Linked DNA regions of Sus scrofa: regions 1 and 3 are each linked to region 2. The links are chromatin contacts, called in public HiChIP or PLAC-seq maps. All regions are on one chromosome and are shown on one strand. Each heading gives the region's core, a stretch centred on a gene start, on an enhancer-like site or on the middle of the called end of the contact. The rest is flanking DNA. Distances are from core to core; before and after follow the strand shown.

Evidence for each region. HiChIP or PLAC-seq counts read pairs in DNA pulled down with a chosen protein or histone mark.
Region 1: a contact with region 2 is called in an H3K27ac HiChIP or PLAC-seq map of alveolar macrophages. The contact joins two enhancer-like sites. A contact is called at or near these places in 9 of 47 Hi-C or Micro-C datasets (embryonic fibroblasts, fetal heart ventricle, fetal liver and 5 more) and 2 of 2 datasets of contacts at active chromatin or transcription factors (alveolar macrophages and skeletal muscle).
Region 3: an H3K27ac HiChIP or PLAC-seq map of alveolar macrophages shows a contact between it and region 2. The contact joins two enhancer-like sites. A contact is called at or near these places in 1 of 47 Hi-C or Micro-C datasets (epiblast stem cells) and 1 of 2 datasets of contacts at active chromatin or transcription factors (alveolar macrophages).

What each region holds. Positions count from the first base shown.
Region 1 is chr9:67,108,356-67,113,144 of Sscrofa11.1, forward strand. It overlaps SRGAP2 (SLIT-ROBO Rho GTPase-activating protein 2), which reads left to right. Exons shown (of 23, transcript XR_002335789.1): 22 at 2,938-3,262. Among named protein-coding and RNA genes, the nearest start is that of IKBKE, 12 kb to the right of the region's middle. Within about 2 kb of position 1,291, at least 7 of the 83 cell types and tissues checked have an H3K27ac peak or open chromatin away from gene starts, as enhancers often do. A contact at or near this core is called in alveolar macrophages, where this site is marked.
Region 2 is chr9:66,814,256-66,818,568 of Sscrofa11.1, forward strand. No RefSeq gene overlaps it. Among named protein-coding and RNA genes, the nearest start is that of SRGAP2, 22 kb to the right of the region's middle. Within about 2 kb of position 1,481, at least 3 of the 83 cell types and tissues checked have an H3K27ac peak or open chromatin away from gene starts, as enhancers often do. A contact at or near this core is called in alveolar macrophages, where this site is marked.
Region 3 is chr9:67,205,541-67,210,056 of Sscrofa11.1, forward strand. All of the region lies in intron 2 of RASSF5 (ras association domain-containing protein 5), which reads left to right. Among named protein-coding and RNA genes, the nearest start is that of RASSF5, 51 kb to the left of the region's middle. Within about 2 kb of position 1,516, at least 9 of the 83 cell types and tissues checked have an H3K27ac peak or open chromatin away from gene starts, as enhancers often do. A contact at or near this core is called in alveolar macrophages, where this site is marked.

The DNA of each region.
Region 1 (4,789 bases), core at 41-2,540, 290 kb after region 2:
CTGTGGCTGTTAGCAACATCCTGGGGTTTTCACTCCACCCACACCCGATCTGGCCGTCTAGAGGGATTCCACGCCTGTGCTGCTGCCTCCCCTAGAGACATTCAGGTTACTGGAGAGCTAATCTCATCTCAAGGGGCCAGACACCAAGTCCCAAAGCCTACAGACCTCTTTCCGCCAGACCCTGAAACTTGGCCCAGTGCCAGCAGGATGACAAGCCCCAGGGTGCTCCCGATGCATATGGATTGGAGATGATGTACAGTTTTTAATTCCCCTCTGGCTCTGGAGGAATGAAATGATTTGCACATTGAAAACCTGTTAACCGTAGCCTCTGGACACTGAAACTGGAAGGAGAATAAAGGATGCTTGTTGTTTTTAAACTGCACCAGGTCGCCCAGATCTCTTGGCTTTTTTCCAACCAGACGGTAGCTGGGGGAGTGGTTGGGGCACGTGGCTCTTTTCCTTCTCTCTCACCCTCTAGTCTGTAGAGTAGCTGATTCAGCTGGCGCAGCGTAGTTGTAATTTAAGGCAGACCGGTAAAAAAAAAAAAAGATTGAGGGTTTTCTTTCTTCCCCCCCAGCACAGTGCCCCGTTGGGAGGGCAAGCTCATAAAAAGTTAACTGCAGGCTCATCACATCTTCTTCCTTATTTGCAAGTCTATGTTAATTATAAGCCTGTAATCATCAGGTCGTAAGCCTGTAATTAACCCAGAAACCAAAGGCGAGGTCAGTGGAGGGAGCGTGAGCCATCATAGGTTTGTTGCCATTTGTGCAAAAGAATCATAGCGAGTCATGGCTGGAAGAGTCAGAAGATGAACAGGTGGTAGCAAGTCAAGGCAGACCCCATAAACTCCCTGCTTGGTGGGGTCTTGGAGGACATGGTCTGCCCCGGACACCAGCTGGTCGGTGGGTGAGCGACAGCCCCCAGGCATGTCCTGCCGTTAAGACTGCCTTCCAGCCGCAGCTCCCAAACTCCCTCTCTTTCCTGAACGCCCTGGGTCCTCTCCCTCCTGGATCTTCACATCTGTCTCCTCACCTGGTTAGCTCCTCTTCCTTTAAGACTCCATCCGAAGATTTACTTCTTTGGGGAAACCTTTCTGACACCCCCCACGTTCCTCCACGCTGGGTTAGGTGCCCGAGACAGTCTCGGGACTCAGGCCGCACTCGGATCCCGCACCAGGCTGAGCTCCCTGAACCCTGGAATTCTGTCTTCCTCCCTACACGTCCCCGGGGCTGGGCGCACACCAGCCATTCCATGAGCCTGCCTTCTCAGCAGTTCGGGCCTCGTGAGTCAGCCTTCCTCAAGTGGAAAAAGGAAATCAGCAAAGAGTTATTAGGGTGTGGCCTTTCGACTCAGTTCCACACATGTATTGAGCACCTACTGTTGTGCCGAGTATTATTATTCAGAGACAAATAGGATGATCCCTGGCCTCGGCGCTCACAGTCAGGCAAGGTGAATACCAGATAGACAGGTGATTCAGAGTTCCCGTTGTGGCTCAGTGGTTAACGAATCCGACTAGGAACCATAAGGTGGCGTGTTCGATCTCTGGCCTTGCTCAGTGGGTTAAGGATCTGCATTGTCATGAGCTGTGGTGTAGATCGCAGACACGACTCGGATCTGGCGTTGCTGTGGCTGTGGCGTAGGCCGGTGGCTACAGCTCTGATTCAAACCCCTAGCCTGGGAACCTCCATATGCTGCGGGGGCGGCCCTAGAAAAGACAAAAAAAAGACAGGTGACTAAAAAGGGGTCTCTAGAGACACTGAAGGAATGGGGGTGAACAAGGCTGCCTGCCTAGGAGGATGGGTGCCAGGAAGACTTTGTAGAGGAAGAAAAGTCGTTTCAGCTGGGCTGTATAAGACTCTGAGAGCATCCTTTATCCACTGGAGAGTGGGTGACGGCCAAGGCTAAAGCAGCCGAGCAGGCAGCTTCAGGGCGTGGCTACTTTGTGCCATCCCAGACCTGGCCCCAGGGGTATATGCTAAGAAAGCCCTCCCCAGGGAACAGGACTTCGAAGGACATTGGCCCTGCCACAAGGCTGGTATCCTATCTTCAGGTCTTACTCCTTTCCTTCTGAACCCCCACCTCGGCCTCAGGGGCCCTTAGCAGATTCAAGATCAGAGCTGTCCAGCGGCCATCCCAAACCCAAAGTTTCGCTGCCTCTTAAATTAGGCCCTTTAGGATCTGATGTCAAGAGATAATGAAATGATTCGGCAGCAGACAACGCCCATAGGAATAGGATTCTGCCCAACCATTTCGTCTGAGAGCCTTCGTGGTCTGAAACACACTGACTCAGAGTCCGGGTTCGGCCCAGTGCTGGGTGACTTAGGGTCACATAGATGTATTTCCCCAAAATGCACAAACCTGGCCCAGATGCTGCAGCCCTGCAGCCTCTTGAAAGATATTCTGTTCCATGTCTGCAGAATAAGCGACAACTGCCTCTTGCCAAAGCCCAAACGAATTAGTCTTGTCAGTGGACTTAGAAGCATGCTAAAATTTGGAACCGTCAACTCTCCTCTTACCAGCAATTCCGCACCTCCTTGGTGATGGGGAGACTTTTTCTCCTCCTGGGGCCTGGTTTCTGTCCCGAGCAGGTAATGGAAGGTGCCTTTTCACCAGTCTGTCTCCCATTAGAAACTTGAGCTTAATCAGACATTTTTCCTGACAGCACCTTACATGTTGAGGACTCAAAGCCCACGACCACCAAGTAAGTATCCATGGCTCCTTTGCCCAGGTCGGGGTGGGAGGGGAACAGAGACGTGGAGGAAGCACGGGAAGGTGAAACAGGAGAGAATGAGAACGTGCTCTGTGTCCTCTCCTTCCAGGCGTCCCTGGGGGCCAACATCTGTCCCCTCCACCCCCACCCCACCCCACCCCGTCATCTGAGCTGCCTCAGAGCCAGGGCTCCCCCATCACCCTGCCCCTCTCTGTTTGTCATTAAAGGCAAAGGAAGCGGCCCGAATCTGGGAGCATCCGGAAAACCTTTCGGAGTGACAGCCATGGGCTGAGCAGTCCCCTGACTGATCCCGCCTCCCCGGGGGTGGGGGCTAGCTGCCGCCCATCTTCCCAGCCTGTCCTGAGCCAGAGCCTCCCAAAGGAAGGGCCCGATAAGTGTTCCATCAGTGGGCATGGGAGCCTTAACTCCATCAGCCGCCACTCATCCCTGAAGAATCGGCTGGACAATCCACAGATCCGGAAGACAGTGACAGCAGGAAGGTCAAAAAGCTTCAATAACCACCGGCCCATGGACCCGGAGGTCATTGCGCAGGTAACTGGGGGCTCTTGGACAAACAGCTACCGTGGGTCTATGCTTGACACGGATTATAAGCGGACTTGAAATAGAACGGTGCTATATGTACAGTATACACTGAGTTCAGGGACCACTGGACATCTGGACCTGGAGTCTCCCCAAGAAGAACTCCAGGACAGAATAAAACAGTGCAGGCTTCTTGCTCACCTATGGGCTATTTGCAAAGCTATTGTAAGTTTGAAAGCCCGTAGTTAACAGATTGAGGATTTTCGGTAGAATTGGTTCAGCCCAAGTTTTGCATCTTAAAACCCTAGTAGGTGTCAGCTACGCTGCCCAAAGAGGTGCAGCTCAGAGGTAGTTCTGGCCACATTTTCGTGTCACTGTGCCATGCCCATCATCCCGAAGCCCAATTCCCTGGTCCCTAGTCATAGATCAATCCATAGTCTGCTCCTGGTCTCGAAGACCCTAAAGCACCCTGTGGGTTTGGGTACCAGAAGGGTTTCCAGCCCCAGCCTCCAGAGGCAGTGGAGACCAGCCCCCTGGTTACGGGGTCTTCCGTCCATATATGCACCACACTGACGAGTCTCTGTTTTCCATGAAATATTAGAGATCCAACCCCATCTCTAAAAATCCGACTCCCGGGGCCACTCCAAGCAGTTCACTCAGACGTCTCTCCCAACTCTATAATTTTCATTAGACCAGGTAGGCACTAAGGGCTCGTTGTTGCCCTTTTATGTCTCAACTGAGTTGAGATTCTCCTCACCCCAACCTCCAGGGGGCAATAGAGGCTGGGTGTGGTCTCTATTGGCTTAATTGTGGTGCTCTGCTTAGGGAAGGTGTACCTGGCAAGCACAGTATTAAGCTATGGGCCTGAGATGTCTTGCTTTGCTGGCTAGCCTTCTGTTTCCGTGCCTCTCCTTAAGCGCTCGGCTGCAACTTGCCTTGCACCACGGGAATCCTCCCAACTCCCTCTTTGGCTGGGTGTTAACAGGATGTCAGAGCAGGTCCACAGCTGGGACAGACTGTAGCTGCAGAGCAGGACTGAGGAGGAAGGTGGCGTTCTTCCTGAGCTTTTTTTTTTTTTTTTTTTTTTTTTTTGCCTTTTTAGGGCTGCACCCGCGGCATATGGAGGTTCCCAGGCTAGAGGTCCAATCGGAGCTATTGCTGCTGGCCACAGCCACAGCCACAGCAACTTGGGATCCGAGAGGTGTCTGTGACCTGCACCACAGCTCACGGCAACGCCAAAGCCCTAACCCACTGAGTGAGGCCAGGGATCGAACCTTCATCTTCATAGATGATAGATTCATTTCCGCTGAGCCACAACGGCAACTCCCTGAGCATTTTTAAGGTTTGAGAACATCAGGGGGATGAATGGAATTGAACCACTGACAGCAGAAAGGGTGGCTCACCCTGTAGGATAAAGAAGCCTTAACCAGAGGCCTTTGCTTGAAACATACAGTCTTTCCACATGAGTTTAATCCCAAGGGAGGAGTCCTGTGGCGGTTTGGGGGTGCCAGACTCAGTGTGTGGAGAGGAGGGGAGGGA
Region 2 (4,313 bases), core at 231-2,730:
AATTCAACAGTCTATACTTATTTGCTAGCCGATTGTGCCCCCGTTGGTCATCAGCCTTAGCATCAGTCAAACACTTATTCTTTATTCCTTACCAATCATTGATATTTAATTGCCGTTATGGGTTGGATTGCATCTTCCCAAATATTTATTTATTTATTTATTTAACCCCCAGTACCTCAGAATGTGAACTGATTTGGAGAAAGGGTCTTCACAGAGGTAATCAAATTAAAAAGAGACCATCAGGGTAGGCCCTCATCCAGTACAACTGGTGTCCTTATAAAAAGGGGAAATTTGGGAGTTCCCGTCGTGGCACAGTGGTTAACGAATCCGACTAGGAACCATGAGGTTGCGAGTTCGGTCCCTGCCCTTGCTCAGTGGGTTAAGGATCCGGCGTTGCCGTGAGCTGTGGTGTAGGTCGCAGACGCGGCTCGGATTCCGAGTTGCTGTGGCTCTGGTGTAGGCCGGCGGCTACAGCTCTGATTAGACCCCCTAGCCTGGGAACCTCCATATGCCGCGGGAGCGGCCCAAGAAATGGCAAAAAGACAAAAAAGGGGGGGGGGGGAATTTGGAGACAGACAGAGAGAAAGGAAGAACACCCGTGAAGATGGAAGACAGCTATACAGAGGCCTGAAACTGATCCTCCTCTTTTTTTTCTTTTTTTCATTTTAAAAAACATCAGTGAAGCAGAGTTGATTTACAATGTTGTGATAATTTCTGCTGTACAGCAGAGTGATTCAGTTATGCATATACACACATCCAATCTTTTTCAGATTCTTTTCCCATATAGGCTCTCACAGAATATTGACTAGACATCCCTGTGCAAGCTGATCTTTCTCTCACAGCCCTCAGAAAGAACCAACCCTCCCAACATCCTGATTTTGGGCTTCTAGCCTCCCAAACTGTGAGATAATAAGCATATGTTGTTTAAGCCACCCAGATGTGGTGCTTTGTTAGAGCAGACCTAGCAAACTAATACCATTGCCTCTGACAAATGAATAAGAATCTCTCCGCACAAATGAAATTAATCCATAGGCTGCTAGACTTGGAAAGGATCTCAGAAGACCAATTGCTCAACCCCCCTGTTTTGAAATAAGATGTCTAAGGTCGCTCAGCCAGTTGGTGACTCAGTCACCCTTTTAGCTCAGCCTTCCGTCCTTTCTTCTCATAGTCTGCTGGATAGTTCAGAGATGGTGGCAAAATCAGTCTATGGTGATGCTTAGATCCAAAACTTTGTCGGAAAGAATTTCCTTGGGACCACATGCAAGCATAGGCCCTTTCTAAGTATTTGCTGCTGGAAGCACCTGTTAATAGGAGAATTAATTGCCAGCAGGCTGCCAGCCAGAAGATTGATACCCAGTGGAACAGTGAGACAGGTATGGCTGGGCTGATAGGATCCATCATCTCTCCAGACAGGCCCTTGTTTGGGGTAAAGGTCTGCCTGGGGGATGGAGGGCTGCCCCCATCCGCTGAGGATGATTCACCAGCGTGACTTCATCATCTGTGGGTCAGAAGCTAGGGTCATGGGAGTTCCCATTATGGCTTAGCAGGTTATGAACCCCACTAGTATCCATGAGGATCCAGGTTCGATTCCTGGCCTCAATCGGTGGGTTAAAGATCTGGCGTTGCTGTGAGCTGCTGTTGTGTAGGTTGCAGGTGCAGCTTGGATTTGCTGTTGCCGTGGCTGTGTTGCAGGCCAACAGCTGCAGCTCCAATTTGACCCCTAGCCTGGGAACTTCCATATGCTGCAGGTGTGGCCCTACAAAGCAGAAAAGAAAAAAAAAGAAGCAGTTCAGGTTCATGTGCCTGGGGTGGGGGCTGGGGAAACAGAGCCTGAGTAATGCTTCATAGTGGGTGTGGAGACTTGTTCTAATAGTAAGCACGCTATTGATTAAAGTACCTGACATAAGTAATTGCTGGAGCTCCCAAACCAGCCATCACCTAGGATTATAGAGATCCAATCTAATATGAGACAGAAAGCCCAGTTTCAACTCTACAGCAGAAGCCTTTGAAAAGAGTCCAGGAGTAATTGGCATTTAATCAATGCAATCATTCTCCCAGCACATGGCTTCTGCAGCTTTAGGCCTCCTTGCAACCACTGAACTGCAAAAGGGTGAATATGTCCATTTCATTTCACCACCAACATTTGATTCACAGTCCTAGACAAGGGCTAAATGGAAATACATTCACATTTTTATATTTGAGAAACACAAGTTCACTGTCAGTAAGAATTCAGTCTCAAATTAACGACGGTATAAACAGCGATGGGTATTTTCCCTTTACAGAGGCCTGATCAGCATTAATTTTTTGACAGACAGGAGAGAAAAAGCTGCGGCAGGCTGCTAAGCATTTGCTTTTCATTTACTCTTCTCCAAACCTTCCATGAAACATGGGGAAGGGTATGACGGCTCTTCTTTCCCTGAGATCTGGAAGAACATATACCCCTTGTAACTAGGGGACAAATAAATATTGATTTTGCCTTTGGTTTTTCTTCATAAAGTGTTATCATCAGGCATCAAATTGGATATTTAAAGGAGAATATACTTCTCTTGGAACAGCGATGCTATACCCTCCCTCCTTTTCCTGGTGGGGTTCATAGTGTTCACTCATCCTATAGACAGCAACCAGAAAAGAGAGAAGGCCCAACTTTCAGCATCTCACAAGTCTTTCATGTACGGTCTGTAAGAGGAAGTGGGGAGGGAAAAAGAAGTATTCTTGAACTCAAAGACCCATAAATGGGTACTTAGATTTGTTTGTTTGTTTACGGCCGCACCCGAAGCACATAGAAGTTCCCAGACAAAGGGTTGAATCAGAGCTGCATCTGTGACCTATACCACAGCTCACAGCAACACCAGATCCTTAACCCAATGAGGGAGGCCAGGAATCAAACCCGAGTCCTCCTGGATGCTAGTCAGGTTCATTACCGTTGAGCCACAATGGGAACTCTGGAGTTAGATCTATTCTTTTTTTGGGGGGGGGGTCTTTTTATGGCAGCACCCTTATGGAGGTTCCCAGGCTGGGGGTTGAATTGGAGGTGTAGCTGCCAGCCTGTTATCTGCAACTGAACTCTCACTGATACAGAAAGCAACCAGAGACCAAATAGCAGACTGCTGCAGTAGGCCCTGGAGTAGAGGAAGATGTGGGGTGTATTTGAAAGAGCTCCAGCTCTCTGATGGATTGGAAGGGAGTAGGAGAGAAAGTGCAGAAGATGTGAAGGATGGAATCAAGAATGACTCCAAGGGGAATTCCCGTCATGGCTCAGCGGTTAACGAATCTGACTCGCATCCATGAGGACGCAGGTTCTATCCCTGGCCTTGCTCGGTGGGTTATGGATCCGGCGTTGCCGTGAGCTCTGGTGTGGGTCGCAGAGGCAGCTTGGATCTGGCATTGCTGTAACTGTGGTGTAGGCCAGCAGCTGTAGCTCCACATCACCCCCTAGCCTGGGACCCTCCATATGCCACAGGTGTGGCCCTAAAAAAAAAAAAAAAAAGATGAATTTGGGAGCTCCCTAGTGGCCTAGCCATTAGGGATTTGGCATTGTCACTGCTGTGACTCAGATCTCAGATTTGATCCCTGGCCTGGGAATTTCCGCATGCCATGGGCGCAAAAAAAAAAAAAAAAAAAAGATGAATTTGGGAGGGTGGAATGAAATTTGGGAAGGGTAGAATCTTCAGTCTTTCCTGCTTCCCATGTCTTTGGCTACCATCTCTCTTTGAGGGCTTGTTCTTCAGAATGCTGACAGCTTGATTTCTCTGGGTAACATCATGCAGAGGAAATTAGCTCAGTATGTCTTCGACCGAATTCCATCTGTAGCTCAATGGTTGAACGTATTTATGAACAAGGCTATAGAGCAATTTTGATAAGACAAGGCAATGTTCCAGTCTCTGAGAATATTTTTCCCCAAAAAACATTTTTTTTTTTTAAAACAATGCCACCGAACAGCCTGGAAATCCACCCACACATGAGCAATCTCCTGCAATATCCAGAAAGCTTTTCAGGTGTCACAGCCATAATAGCAGGTGGTTCCTTTGGGCAGAAAAATTATGGCAAGGATATAGAGACACGAAAGCAAACTGTTTTGATATTCTGGGTACAGCTTTTCCCAAGTGAATCATTCCCATATGCCTACTCTTACCATGGGCCTCTTTCCAGAGGAAGAGGCTTGTGTGAATGGAGGCATAGAGATGCATTCTGGTGGGCCAATTTCGATGGTACTCATATTTGGCAGATCCAATTAATCTTTAGATATTTGTCAACCCCCTCTTCTGCAAGTCTCAAAAGGCAAACATTGACCATGGATGTGATACCTGTTGTTG
Region 3 (4,516 bases), core at 266-2,765, 390 kb after region 2:
ATCAGCGCAGGTTAGGAAAGGGCTGCTGGTCCTTATCATCCCTCCACTCCTACGGGCCACCCCGTCCCTCCCTTCCTAAGGCGCCTTGGGCCATGGACCTTCACTCTGCTCTTAACACTAGCAGAGGTCCCTGTTGTCAGTCCCAGAAGCCTGCAAATTTATGTCATTTGAAAGTTCTTCTTATGGAGTTCCCGTTGTGGCCCAGTGGAAACGAATCCAACTAGGAACCATGAGGTTGCGGGTTCGATCCCTGGCCTCGCTCAGTGGGCGTTGCCATGAGCTGGGGTATAGGTTGCAGATGTGGCTCGGATCTGGCGTGGTTGTGGCTGTGGCCGGCAGCAGTAGCTCCAGCTGGACCCCTAGCCTGGGAACCTCCATGTGCTGCAGGTGCAGCCCTAAAAAGACAAAAAAAAAAAAAAAGGAAGAAGGTTCTTCTTAGTATCTATCTAGAATACTGCTTGCTGTACTCTAGGCCCTTCATCATGTATGCTTTCTTTGTGGATATGGAGGACAGACAGTTGGTTCAATCTGTGGTTAAATATTACCTTGAGCACAGCTGTAACACTCTCCCATCCCCCCCTACCCCCTCCCCATACCCCGGCCTTCCCTGGTCTATAGCAACATCCTTGATTCTTGAAAAATTCAATGATGATGGGAAAAGGAAGGGGGGGAGTGGTCTCAGAGGTCAGAGTACGAAGCCACTCCCGCTTCTGTTCCTGTACTTGTCCCATCTCTTGCCTGGCCACTCGGCCCCTCCCTGGACACAGCCCTGTAGCACTCTGGGAATGTCATCCAAGCCTGATGGCCCTGGGACCCTCAGAGAAATCCCCATCTCTCTGCCGGCGGCAGGCACACCCAGGCCTCAGGCTCAGCACCTGCCCCTGCTCTTCTTGGCGTGAGCGAAAAGAAAATACTAAAAGCAAGTTAGTTCTAAATATGAGCAATAAAAAGAAAATAAAACCTTTAGAATCATTGGACCACATAACTGCTTTTTTTTAACATGCTTTCTCAGAAGCCTGCCCAGCCCAAGACTCCCTCAAAAGACTCTTTGTGCTGGTGCAGCCACGCCACAGCTTTCCTTTGGGGCTGTGGTCTCCACTTCTCTTCTGTGCTGCTGCTTCTCTGGCCCTTCCCAGGGTTGCTTTTCTCCGTGAAGACATAAACCCTGTCCGATCAGAACTCACATCCCCATCGGGTGCAACACAATGCCAAGGCGTGGTTGCAAAAGCAGGCTCTGGTTAAATGCTGGCTGAACTGAGTTGTTACAGCATCTCTTTTGCATACTATATAATCAGGATGGACTCACTGTTGTAAGTGTTGTTATTTTCGGCCTTTGGGCAAAATAGAAGTTTATGGCCCTCTTTGGGTAAACTTACATGGGCAGGTGGGGCTCAGGATGATACACGGGACATTTTGTGGGCCAGGCCCGGAAGTGGTGTGTTTTATACCCCCGCTCCATTGGCCAGAACTCAGTCACGTGGCCACTGCTAACCACAGGGAGGTTGGGAAATGAAGTACAGCTGTGAGCCCAGGTGGACAAGGAAGCCAGTTGTGGTGAACACTTAGCTGTCTCTGCCATGCATCTGTCCTGCCACCCTATTGGCCCAGCCACCTTTGGAAGCTCTGCTCTGCTTTCTTGGTGAAGGGCCATAAGCTCTGTCTCTTTGACTCTGCATTTCTCTCCATCTGTCACCAAGGATACACTCTTCCTGGGATTGGGGGTGGGGAGGTTCTGCCTCCCCCAGCTACACTGGCAACTTTTTGAGGACAGATGCTTTTCCTTACTCGGCACTGCTCTGGTTCCTCTGTGGCATCTGAAGCCTTCAGTGGTGCTCCAAGGTGGCCCCTGGCCACTGCCATCAGACTTGCTCTTTGGATCACTTTGTGGCAATGGAGGGGCAAGGGCCCCCCTTTAGACTTCCTGGCTCCTGAGTCTTCAGAGATAGGACCCTCAGATCTGTTTTGGCTTTTTTTTTTTTTTTTTTTTTTTTTTTTTTTTTTTTGTCATTTTCTTGGGCCGCTCCTGCGGCATATGGAGGTTCCCAGGCTAGGAGTCTAATCGGAGCTGTAGCCACTGGCCTACGCCAGAACCACAGCAATGTGGGATCCAAGCTGTGTCTGTGACCTACACCACAGGTCTCAGCAACGCCAGATCCTTAACCCACTGAGCAAGGCCAGGGGTCGAATCCGCAACTTCATGGTTCCTAGTCGGATTCGTTAACCACTGAGCCACGACAGGAACTCCTCAGATCTGTTTTTAAACACTCCCCCCCGCCCCCGCCCCTGCCCCAGGTGATTCTCAAATGTACTGAAGTCTGGGAACCGCCTGTTTAGCAGTATTTGGTAATTGATGACTTCAGCGGGAATGCAAGACCAGCATTTATCTCAGATTCCAGAGAGGTTCTTCAGGAAGCCTAGAAGGTAAAAGGATTGGTCCCTGGTCACATAACTGAGGAGAGACAGAACCAAAGACTCGGGGACCCAGGGGCATGAGCTGTCCCCATTACTCTCACCCCAACATGCTGAGCGAGGATGTTGAGTGGACTGCCCATGGTGACTGACCAGTGCATGACCGGTGGTACAAGCAGCACAGAACTGTAAGGAAGTCTTGGCTTCTCATCCCAGCACAGCTCTTCATTGAGGGGATGTGGCCAGGGCGCTTCAACCCTCTAGATGCAGATGCTTCACCTCATCCTTCAGGGAGTGTGATTTGAGCCCGTCCTTCGTTTCTTCTTTCACTGAGAGGCTATCACCCCTATGCGTGGAAACAGAGCCTTTCGTAGCAGTTTCTCGTGAGACTGGCAGGGATTTGGGACCTGACTTCCAAGTTCTCTAACTTGTAAGGATGTCCCAAGGGTGGGGTGGGGAAGAGGACCTGAATGGCTGACCTGAACTCCCTCTGCGAGACCCCCTGGGCTTGACCCAAGAAATCCTCGCCGCCGTGTTCCTGATTCCTCTCTTCCCACCCACCTCTCTTTCTTCACAAGTTTAGACTCTGTGTCCTGAGTCAGCTGGCACTTCCCCTAAAGTGATTCCAGTTACAGCTCAGGGCATGTGCAACAGCCATCCACCCATGCAGTTTAGGGAGAAAGGAAGATTTTATGCTGGGATGAACCCTGAATCCCAGCTCTTACTTCAAGCCGTCAGTCTGGACTCTGGAGTCCAGGCTATGAACCTGACAGGAAGGCCCCTCCAGACCCAGCCTGGGTGCCCAGCAGTCTGTGCTCCATTCCCTCTTCTGCCTTTTTTTTTTTTTTTTTTTTTTTTGTCTTTCTGTCTTTCTAGGGCTTCACCCGTGGCACATGGAGGTTCTCAGACTAGGGGTCCAATCAGAGCTATAGCCACCGGCCTATGCTGAGACACAGCAACATGGGATTTGAGCAACATGGGATTCGAGCCTCATCTTTGACCTACAGCACAGCTCATGGCAACGCCAGATCCTTAACCCACTGAGCGAAGCCAGGGATCGAACCCTTGTCCTCATGGATGCTAGTCGGGTTTGTTAACCACTGAGCCACGATGGGAACTCCCTTCTTCTGCTCTTGATTTGACTCTTCAGGGAACCTGCCCTGGAGCTTTCTGGCTTTGGGATCCTCCTGGGTGGACTCCGGGCTGTCTTCATCCAGGAGCTCTGTTTCCTCTTCCAGCTGGCTCAATCTCCACGTAAAAGGCATAGGGACCCGCTCCTGGCCTGACATATTTCTTAGGGACAAGAGGACCAGATCAGTTTGCCAAGAATCAGGAGCATTTCATTTCAAGGCCAGGAGCAAGAAGGGCGCTGTAGTGGCTGAAAACGTCAGGTTTGACTCACTGAGCTGGTGGCTTCTGTCCGTGGTGCTATCCTGGTCCCTCTTTTTTCTCCCACCCACCCTAGCTTTATTTATCACCCTCCAACCTCCATGCCCCATCTCCCCTCTCTTCTTGGCTGTAGAACAAAATTTCTATTGCCCACTGGAGGTCCCTATGTCCTTGAGGTACCTAAAGCTTAACATGTTCAGAACCAACTTCTAGCTTCGCTGTGATTGATGTCTCTCCCTGTCTCTGCCCCACCCTCCTGGTCTCCCACCTTTGAAGCTCAGGGGTCTTCCCCATCCTTCCTGCCATCCAGTCTGTTCACTGTGCGGTCTGCCTCCACAGCGTTGCAAGATGTCCACCTGGTCCTTTCTGTCCCCTGCTTGTCACCTCTCCCCTAGATGCTCCAGGAGATCACCTAACTGGTCTCCATCCTGCTTCTTCCTCTTCTGGGTACCCTGCATTTGATTGCCAAGGGTGTATCATTCTGGTGCACCAAAGCCTTCAGAGCCTCCCTTTTGCTTCCAGAGCAAAGCCCACACTTGGTTCCTGCTTGTTTTTTAGCAGCCCAAACCCTGCAATACCTGGCCTCGATCAAGACATTGTTTTTAACTTTCTTACAGCGCTGGACGCTGGAGGCCGGGGATCCAGAGATGGATAACATGCAGTCTCCTTACTTAAAGACCTGTGACCCCAGCCACACTGTGCGATGAGTGTTGCTCCT